Linked DNA regions of Mus musculus: regions 1 and 3 are each linked to region 2. A link is a contact called in public promoter capture Hi-C data. All regions are on one chromosome and are shown on one strand. Each heading gives the region's core, a stretch centred on a gene start, on an enhancer-like site or on the middle of the called end of the contact. The rest is flanking DNA. Distances are from core to core; before and after follow the strand shown.

The links. Promoter capture Hi-C pulls out the DNA fragments that hold promoters and counts their contacts. Capture Hi-C pulls out chosen DNA fragments and counts their contacts.
Region 1: a contact with region 2 is called in a promoter capture Hi-C map of hippocampal neurons, with 10 times the contacts expected there. The contact joins the promoter of Ifi214 here to the promoter of Exo1 in region 2. A contact is called at or near these places in 3 of 39 promoter capture datasets (hippocampal neurons, liver and pre-B cells).
Region 3: a contact with region 2 is called in a promoter capture Hi-C map of liver, with 2.1 times the contacts expected there. The contact joins the promoter of Desi2 here to the promoter of Exo1 in region 2. A contact is called at or near these places in 1 of 39 promoter capture datasets (pre-B cells) and 1 of 9 other capture datasets (liver).

The regions. Positions count from the first base shown.
Region 1 is chr1:173,534,122-173,537,270 of GRCm38.p6, reverse strand. It overlaps Ifi214 (interferon activated gene 214), which reads left to right and starts at 1,314. Exons shown (of 5, transcript NM_001024721.2): 1 at 1,314-1,599.
Region 2 is chr1:175,879,401-175,882,455 of GRCm38.p6, reverse strand. It overlaps Exo1 (exonuclease 1), which reads right to left and starts at 1,678. Exons shown (of 15, transcript NM_012012.4): 1 at 1,600-1,678; 2 at 1,256-1,324. Gm36360 (a long non-coding RNA gene) reads left to right here and starts at 1,701. Exons shown (of 3, transcript XR_373723.2): 1 at 1,701-1,784.
Region 3 is chr1:178,186,035-178,189,328 of GRCm38.p6, reverse strand. Desi2 (desumoylating isopeptidase 2) reads right to left here and starts at 1,912. Exons shown (of 5, transcript NM_024282.3): 1 at 1,372-1,912. The coding sequence starts at 1,413.

The DNA.
Region 1 (3,149 bases), core at 65-2,564, 2.3 Mb after region 2:
CACAAATTAAACCATAATTTCTTTCTCTGATGCTGTAATTTGGAATGATCCATACAAAGACTGTCCACAGTGCTTGTCCCAGCTTGGTACCTTTGGCTACCTTGTGGCTATGTTGGGCTTCTGCAGCAGGGATAGGCAAATCCACTGAGACATAAGCAGGAACTGAGCGGAAACAGTAGGATCAACTTCCCCTGGCCTTTCTTTACTACATCAGTTCAAAAGATGAAGAAAGGAAAAGGAAAAACTACATTGGCCAAACAAAAGAAAGATAAAGATGGTATTTTCCAACCTCCATCCACCATGAATAAAGGACTGCAATCAGAATCAATGGTGGAGACACAGCACAGGTCCAGTGGCTTAGCTCTCCCAAGAAAAGCTTCTCTGGCTTTCCTTCCCCTTCTCTCCTTTTTGAGATTAATTAGTATTTTATGTAGTCTAAGAAACTAGTGAAAATGGCACCTAGTCAGCAAATCCATAGTTTCTAGTCATCTACATTGTTTCAGAAATACTTCAAGGTAATGCAATTCCCAATGATGGAAACATGAAAGGATGGCATGTTTTTAAAAGTTCTTAACTAAGGCAATCACCAGTTAAAGAATACTACTTTCCAAAGCCGGGTAAAAGATTTAAACCTAAACTGAGCCTGGTCTACAGAGAGAGTTCCTGGCCAGCCAAGACTACACAGTGAGACTCTGTCTTTAAAAGTAAATAAATTAACAATAGTAGTAGTAGTAGTAGTAGTAGTAGTAGTAGTAGTAGTAGTAGTAGTAACAGAAAAGAGGAAAGCTAAAGCCAAAATCCTTTCTGCTTACGTGAGGTTGGAGTCCTATGTTTCTAACAACATTGGTACTCTGGAAAGTCCAGGGAACTAACAAAGGAGTGAAGTGTTTAAACCAAAAGCAATTTCATCTCAGATTATTTTTTCTTTTTTGAAATTCATTCAAGAGCAGCTAGCAATTGCCAATTTCTCCTGCTGCCATCTGCATCCTGAGCAGGAAAGAAAGAGACCTGGTGACTTAGCTTTGCCTTTTGGGGATTCATCTTTATTTAAAAGAGAGCACATTCCTGGTGACTCCCTTGTGAGTTTGTTGGATACAGAGCTTTTATATTTGGTTCTTGTACCTGTAAGATTTGTAAGAAAAGCAAAACATATCAATGGAGTGTAACTGTCTCTGACTTTCTTATGGTGACTAAAAGGTATACAGGAAAAAACTGTCGAGTTTCAGTCTCTGAGGAAATCGAAAGCGATGCACTCTGCTGGGAGGAGAACTTGCTATTTCTTAGCTCTTCTGCCCACAAAACAACACCCAGCTGAGACATTCAGCAAGCCTCAGTCCATGGAGTGAGTCTAACCTGAGAATTTCTGTAGATTACATTTTCCAGTTCCCAAGAGATTTATTGGTTTATCTTCTTCACACACACACACACACACACACACACACACACACACACACACACACACACCAACTCCTCCCAGTCCCCAACAAACTTTAAGAAGAAGAAGGACAAAAGAGAAGAGGAGGAAGAGGAGTGGAGAAGCCTCTAGTCCTGCCCTGTAGAAGATCTCAGCTTTACATCCTTAGAGAAACATCCAGCAAGGTGAGTTCTACCTGTTTTCTGTAGATATGGTAGATATTGGCTACATCTGTAAAAACAACAAGGACAGTGAAAAGACCTTTGCTGGTTCTTGTGGAGGAGGCAGTGCTGATCTGGTGCCTGCTGCACTCAGCAGTGAGCCCACAGCAGCCGGATTAGGGTCAGTCACTCAAAAAGATGGCAGACATCTTTAGTCCTCCACCACAGAGGAATGAGCTAAGAATAAAACATTTTGCATATTTTAGATTGTTTAATGAACTTTCTAAGTATAAATCTGAATAAGTGGATAATGTGAAGGCTATAATTAGCTCGGATAGGGAGTTCATGGTTATCTGGGATCTGTGGGTGAGTGGGAAAAAGCCAAGATAGTGACATGAAAAATTATTGTGAATAAAAACTGCCTCTGGACATGAAATGAATTTTCTAGTATCCTATCACTAGGAAGTTTCTCAGGATCATAATATATAAACACACAATGGTTTAACCATTTCCCAAACACATTCTGTTTGTTCTCTTCTTCACACCTTTCTAAAGGTGGTATTTCCATTATTGGTAATTTCTACCATCACGAAAGTTGTTTTTGGCCATTTTGTTTTCCTTTTGGTTCTCTAATGGTGAAGTGTAATAGAGTGATGGAAAGTTAATTAGAACACATGTATCTTGCCCATTTATAGAACAGTTTGAAGAATACGTGTACCACAGCAGAGGACTTGGATAGAAGCTCTTAATTGATTTCAAAGTTCTGTGAACATTAGACCAGGCTCGCTAAGTTTATTAATTATTGTAGCTAAACTTTCTAAATCACTGCAAAAGATTTTACTTATTTTTAACAATCAAGAGATGTACTTCTTTTTTATTTATTTTTATTTTTATTTTATTTTATTACATTTCAAATGTTATCCACCTTCCCAGTTTCCCCTCTTCAAACCTACTATCTCATCCCCTCTTCCTCTGCCTCTATGAGGGTACTCCCTCACACACCCATCCACTCCTGCCTGCCTGCCCTGCCATTCCCCAACACTGGGGCATTGGGCCTTCACAGGACCAAGAACCACCCCTCCCACTGATACCAAATAAGGCCATCCTCTGCTACATTTGCAGCTGGAGCCATGGTTCCCTTCATGTATACTCTTTGGTTGGTGGTTTAGTCCCTGAGAGCTCTGGGGGTTCTGTTTGGTTGATATTGTTGTTCTTCCCATGGGATGGCAAACCCCTTTAGCTTCTTCAGTCCTTCCCTAACTCCTCCATTGGGGTCCCATTGTTCAGTCTGGTGGTTGGCTGCGAGCATCTGCAATCTGTATTAGTCAGGCTCTGGCAGAGCCTCCATAGAGATGAACTTCTAAATGTACCATGATATTCTGATCTTTCTATTATTATTATAAGCAAGTCAGCTCAGTCAGTCAACAATGTCTCAAGGGAGGGAGGATTAAAAAGAAAAAGACAATTAGACATTATAACATGACTCCAGACAGCGCTGACACTAAAGCAGGTTTATTTTTTCCCAGTCAGCTTTTATACCTTCTAGGTCCTTGCAGAGAACAGGGTCAATTTTT
Region 2 (3,055 bases), core at 429-2,928:
AATCCCACACTACCAGAATGGTTTATTCCAAGCAATACCCTGGTAATTAGCCATGGTGGCATCTAGGGGAAATTTCATCAGATTCATTGAAGGCTATACCAAAGACACATGAAGCCGTGTTTGATGTGCAAAACAGCTTCAAGAAACAAACAGTTATAATTTCCATTCCCTTCTAGGTCCTTACATGGAAGTCCTGGAGATGGCAGCCCCTTCAAAGCAACTAACACCCCCCCCCACCCCACCCCCGCCTTCCTACTCCAACTCCAGCAGCTGCTTGCCACTTCCCAATACAGTATTACCATCTAAGATCAGGTATTTGTATTAGGGAGTGTGTGCATGTAATGAGTGTGTGGGTACATCCATGCAGAGCCCAGAGCAAGGCATTGGGTGTCTTCCTCTATTGCTACCTGTCTATCACCTTGAGGCAGGGTGTTACGGAACCAACTAGGCCCAATGAGGTCTTGGGATCTGCCACCTCTGCCTCCCAATCTCTGCAGTTACCAGCAGGCTCAGGCACAGGGGGTTTTAATGGGGAGGGGGCTGGGGGGAGGATTCTAACTTAGGTCCTCATGGTTGCAAGAGCAAAGGCTATTACCCTCTGCAACTATTCTTTCTGTGTATGATGCATGCGTGATGGAGTTTGAATCGGAGGATGTGAAAGGCAGTCCACCTTGTTTGTTTGAGCTGCGTCCACCAGGCTAGTTAGGTCTTAGGCTGAGCTCTCTGGGATTTTCCACTCTTACCTTCCCCTCTCTCAGCAGTGAGGTCACAGGGACAGGCACCTGATTCAACAGACCTAAGATCATGTTCTTAAAGACTATGGGATAAGCCAGAGGTGCCCTGTTGACACCACAGGAAAGTGGCCATGCCCTTAGCTAGCAGCCCTGACACTTGAGAGATTCATTTACCTTTAAGGTCATGCCCATTAACTATGAATCCCTAAAGGGGGGCATGAACCCGTAATTTTAAACATCAGCCAATTTGGGTGCAGGTGGGTCTGTGTAAAACGAGTCCACTACGTTTAAAAGACAACGTCTCTAAAACATGATTTCGTGCATGCTGGGGGGGGGGGGGGTTGGGGTGGGGGAGGGACATAATTACATTTCGTGAAATTTCCTTAAGTTTCTTTCTTCTAGGCCAACTAAATCTCGAATAAATATTTCCTCTTTAGTATAGAAGTGACTGAGTGCCATGTGGCGCATCAACACCAGAAGGTCGCCGGTGGTACCCGAGGTAACAGCAGCAGCGGCTTCACCTTAGTCCCGTCTCCCGAACGAACAGGCATAGCACACAAGTCCATTCCAGGCGCCGTGGCTCCTCAAACCTGCACAGGAGAGAGCATATACAAAGGGAATTCATCGCTAGGTACGAGTGTTGGTAAGGACACACGTCAGCCCGCCTCTGCGGAAAGCGGGAGACCCGGAGGCCGAGGCAGTCGCCTGCAGGCGCTCCACGCTCCCGCTCACTTCCCGGAGATCCGGGTTTCGCGCCGAGGGGCAGAAGGCACGTGGATCAGAGTCATGGGGACCCCACTTTCCTCCACACGGCCCGCTGCTCCAGTGACCGCCCGGCCGCCCGCATAGGGGCTCGCTCGCTCACCTGGGGTTCAGAACGGCGGCGAGCGGCTGCTGCAAGCGCAGCCATGGACCTTTCGATTTGCGCGGGATCGGGAAGCCCCGCCCAGCGGACATGACGTCCCTGGGCGTCCTGAGCCGCAGCCTCCACCTCCCGCTTTCTATGACCCGACTTTCCTCTTAGCCGAGTCCTGAGCCCTTCCTTGCAAGGTAGGAAGTCCGCCGCCAATGGCCAATGCCATCTCGAACTCGGCGACGCTAGAAGCGAAAAGTCGGCTTGTTTGTGAGAGAAGTGGGGTGGTGGTAAGGGAGGGGGCAAGAGAAACTCTAGGCCCGGAAGTTGCGCTCTCGCCGGTGCTGCTGGGAGTTGTAGTTCTCCCTTGACCAAGCCACTGGATCCAGGTACATGCGTGCTAAAGAACTCCCAACTTGGAGTCAAACATATTTTGTTATTTTAAACCCGGAAAAGGAGCCCAGTTCATAGTTGCTTAATTCCAGGCCAACACCACAGTCTTTCGTCTCCGAAACATCCTCACCTCTATGCAAATTGAAGTTTTGTACAAAGCTTTCATGTTGCTATAGTTTGATTATAGTCTGCGCTTACCCACTTTATTCATTATATGGCTTTATCCCTGATACGAGTTGGGAAAATGTTATCCTTATAACTAAGAAACAAAATGGCCCAATGGTTCAAGTTATTAAACCCTGTATATTGTTGGTTGTATTGGGTCACATTTCCTAGTGTTATCAAGGAAAGAAAACCCCTCTAGTTTCTCTTCTTAATGGACTTTTAAAAACTTACTAATTTTAGAAGTCACACAGCCGGACTGTACATAATTTAGTCTCTTACTGTCTTTGCCCCAGCAGACTCCTCTGACTGAAGCTATCTAAGTGTGAAATTGAAAGACTCCGAGAGGAGCCCCTCGCTCAGGCCTCAGGACAATAGCGGACACCCAAGAACTCATGAGAGACCAAGCTTGATGCAAACCACATGAGGCTTTATTCGGGGAAAGCTAGAGCTCTGGGGACGACTCACATCCCACGCAGGAGTAGAGGAGTCGACCCTGAGGGGAAAGGGGTCTCAGTTTTTATAGGCCCTGGGGGGAAGGAGAAGGGGGGAGTAGGGGATTTCCAGATCTAAACAATGTCTATTCTCAAGAAATGGGTATGGGAGGGGTACAAGGAAAGAGTCTGGTGCAGGTGTAGCAACTCCGGATTGGCTGGGCTGTGGTTGCTGGGGAGATTTTCTGACTCTCCCAGCAACCAATATCACAAACACCTGGCAGTGAGGTGCAGCAGTGGGCACACACATGGGTTCAAGGAATGGTCAAAACATTGGCAGACACACAGGTTCAAGGAGTGGCCAGAGCATTGTGCACCTCTATTTTTTCTAAATCAGTGAAGCTAGTTCTGCTAACAGTGACATCAATCTTGCCAATTTCAGGGCTTCTGTGACCTTTTACATTCTGTCAGGATCTTTT
Region 3 (3,294 bases), core at 663-3,162, 2.3 Mb before region 2:
ACTACACAAACTCTGCCTCAAAACAACAACTAAACAACAACAGGGGGCAAAATTAATTAAGAAAAGATTCCCATGGAACACAAAAAGTTTAAATCCAGAGAATAATTTATTAACCAGTAGAGTAGGCTGTTAGTCATACAATACGCATGCTCTTCTCGAATCTCCTGCTCCAGTTATCCAACTTTTCCCTTCATGATTAACTTTTCCTAGTCTGTTACTCTACCTCTCATCTCCAGACTTACACTGGAACCTACTAGAAGAGAAACCTCGCTTCTAGTTACCAGCAGACCATGCCCTGTCAACGTTAACTTCTAGATATAGCATGAGGAATCCTTTTCTATCAATAGCTCCCTGTTCATTTAAAAATTTATAAACAATACAAAGAAGAAAGAGCTTAGAGCTGTAATTAAGAGCCAAGACTTCTTACTGTTGAATTTCTTCTAAGTACTTTTAAGCCAACAGAAATAATGCTGGAGAAATTTCATGTGTCAATGCATAGCCAAGAAATTTCAGGCTTTTCAGGGGAAGGCTATCCTTTACAAAACAAAAATTAAGTAACCAAAGGAGAGTGAACACACCCAAACGTAGCCTCCCTGCGGCGATCATTCTCTACCAGGTGCTTCTTCTAGGGGTATTATTGCACTTGGAACCTGAGGGGATCCAGCCTTTGAACCCTAGCCTGAATGTTTTCAGTTCTTCAAAGTTAGATGACATAATAAACAAGGCTGTCTTTCCCTCTCTAGCGGTCACGTCATCCACCTGTTGCATCACCTGGAAAGTGGCCTTCGGATTCTAGGATCACCTCTGTGATCGCTAAATAATTCAATGGCGCTATTTTCTACATAAATTTTCGCTTCTTTCATTTTTATGAGGATGCCTTGGAGGTGAGGGTGTATTGGCTCCGGTTCACCTCTGGGGAGACGCTAGCATCCGCATCGAAGCTGTGACTTTCTAGACTTGAAGGGCTTGAGAGTTGTCGGAAGCCTCGAGCATTTGGAGACAGACAAGGGCCAGCAGGAGCAGGGCAGAGGGGAGCTGAGCAGCTTAGAGGCCAGGTGGCAGTTGGGAGGGAGGTCGCCCTGCGACCGAAGCTTCGCGGATAGGACACGGCTCATCCGCCCAGGGGTCGGGCCCACAGCCAGGGGAGCTGAGGGCTGGGACGAGGCTCGAGCCCAAGCCCTCTTTCGGACTGACTGGGACACCTCCAGGAGGCGCGCGGGCCAGTCTCGGGATTAGAAGACAGCGCGACTGTCCCCTCCCCCCACCCCTGAGAACTAAGCTGGAGGCGGAGGCGCGAGGCAGGAAGCACCGGGCCGGGGTCCCGACCCCTGACAGGGCCGGCCAGCGCGGGCCGCCAGGGGACGCACTCACCATGTCGTAGACGTTGAGCACCACTAACTGGTTAGCCCCCATCCTTCTCCCCACGGCCGCCGCCTCGTCCTCCAGCCGCTCGGTCTCCGCGGGGCGGAGGCCGCTGCCACCCCCGCGGGCGCCTCAGGCAGGGCTCGAGCCGGGCACTAAGCGTCCAGCCCGGCCCACCGCAGCCGGGGCGGAAGCATCCGGCAGCCGGGACCGCTCCCGGGAGACGCTGTCAGAAACCTGTACGAGGACCCGGCCAGACAGGTGGAGAGGCAGCTCCAGCTCAGGCGCCTCCCCTCGGCCGCAGACACGTGGGGGAAGGCGGGGCCTGGGCGAGGGGCGGGCTTTAGGCACCCTGGAGGCGGGGCCGGCCAGGATCCAGGGATGAGCCCGCCTGCGCGTTGAGGCTCTCAGGCTCTGCAGCTGGAGACCTAAAATGGCGACAGGCCGGATGCCTCTTCACCCTGGTGGCTCGAGGTCGCAGAAAGACTACCGTTCCCAGAAAGCAGAGGGAGAACCCGCGATTCCTATTGGGCGTGTAAGCAGTCTGACTACATATCCCAGCATTCACCAGGATATTGTAGGCACTCACGTCTCCCTGGGAGACTACAGTTCCCAGAAAGTCCTGCGAAGAGTTTGTCAGGGGAACCTTCGCTGTTCGTCCTTGGCGAGCAGAGACTCCATTTGCCTTTTAGTTTTCAGTGCTGTTTCTGGTGTTTGTAGCGTGAGATGTGAATCCAACGCAATGTGAAGAAGTGATGACTAAGTTTTCCAAAGCCCTTCTGCTTTTTTTTTAATTTTTGAAAATATAGAAGTGAGGCAATAAAGGGAGGAAGGTTACCCTTGTAAAAGTAGGATGTAAGAAAGTCTCCTTTAACCCTCAAAACGGAATTCACATTTCGTGAATGACAGAAAGCTAGTCAAATATAAGAGAGCCAAGAATTCCAATTAGAGGAGACAAAAGTACATAGACATAAGACATGTTTTTTGTACTTAAGGAACAAAATAAAAGTTCTCTGTGGCTAGAATATAATGAGCAAAGAGGTGATCTGTGGACAGGCAGTTAACTGGTCAGAAGACATCCTGAGTTTTCAGTTAGCTGAGATTGAATATCTATTTTACATTTTAGATTTATCAATTGTGTGTGTGTTTGTGTGTCTCTGTGTGTGAAAGAGTGAAAGAGACTGAGAAAGACAGAAGACAGAGACAAAGACAGCAAGGGGTGCAGGTGACCAAAGAGGACAGAGGGCAGGGATGCTCTGCAACCGAAGTTATAGGCTGCTGTAAGTTGCTTGACCTGAGTGTTGGGAACCAAACTGAGATCCTCTGCAGAGCAACAAGTACTTTTAGTGGGCAAGCCATCTCTCCAAACTCTGAGGTTGGATTTTAAATGAAGAGTTGGTAGGGTTTGAGCCAAGGAACGACATGAATATGTACATAAGTCTCTTAAAAGATTGCTTGAGAGCTAGAGAGAAAGCTCAATGCTTAAGAGTACTGGCTGCTCTTCCAGAGGTCCTGAGTTCAATTTCCAGCAAACACATGGTGGCTTACAACCATCTATATTTGGGATCAGATGCCCTCCTCTGATATGTCTGAAGACAGATATGATGTACTCAGATAAATAAATAACTTTAAAAAATTAAAAATTGCTTGAGTTTCTGTGTGAAATTTTAATGAGGCAAGGGAAATAGAAACATGACCATTAACGTGGTAAATTGTAAAAGTGGCTTCTCAAATTATATATGACCTTTGATGCCTCTCTCTACTGTCTTTAGCAAGCTTTGGCTTGATTTGGTCAATGGGTTATTAACAGATATAATGCAAGAGATTTAAAAGGCACTTTGGATTTGTGGCTTGGTTTCTTCCTCATCTTGGGAGTCTAGTGACCAGCCTTATATTAAAAAGTGTGGACATTAAATTTGTTGGGGGAGTTAG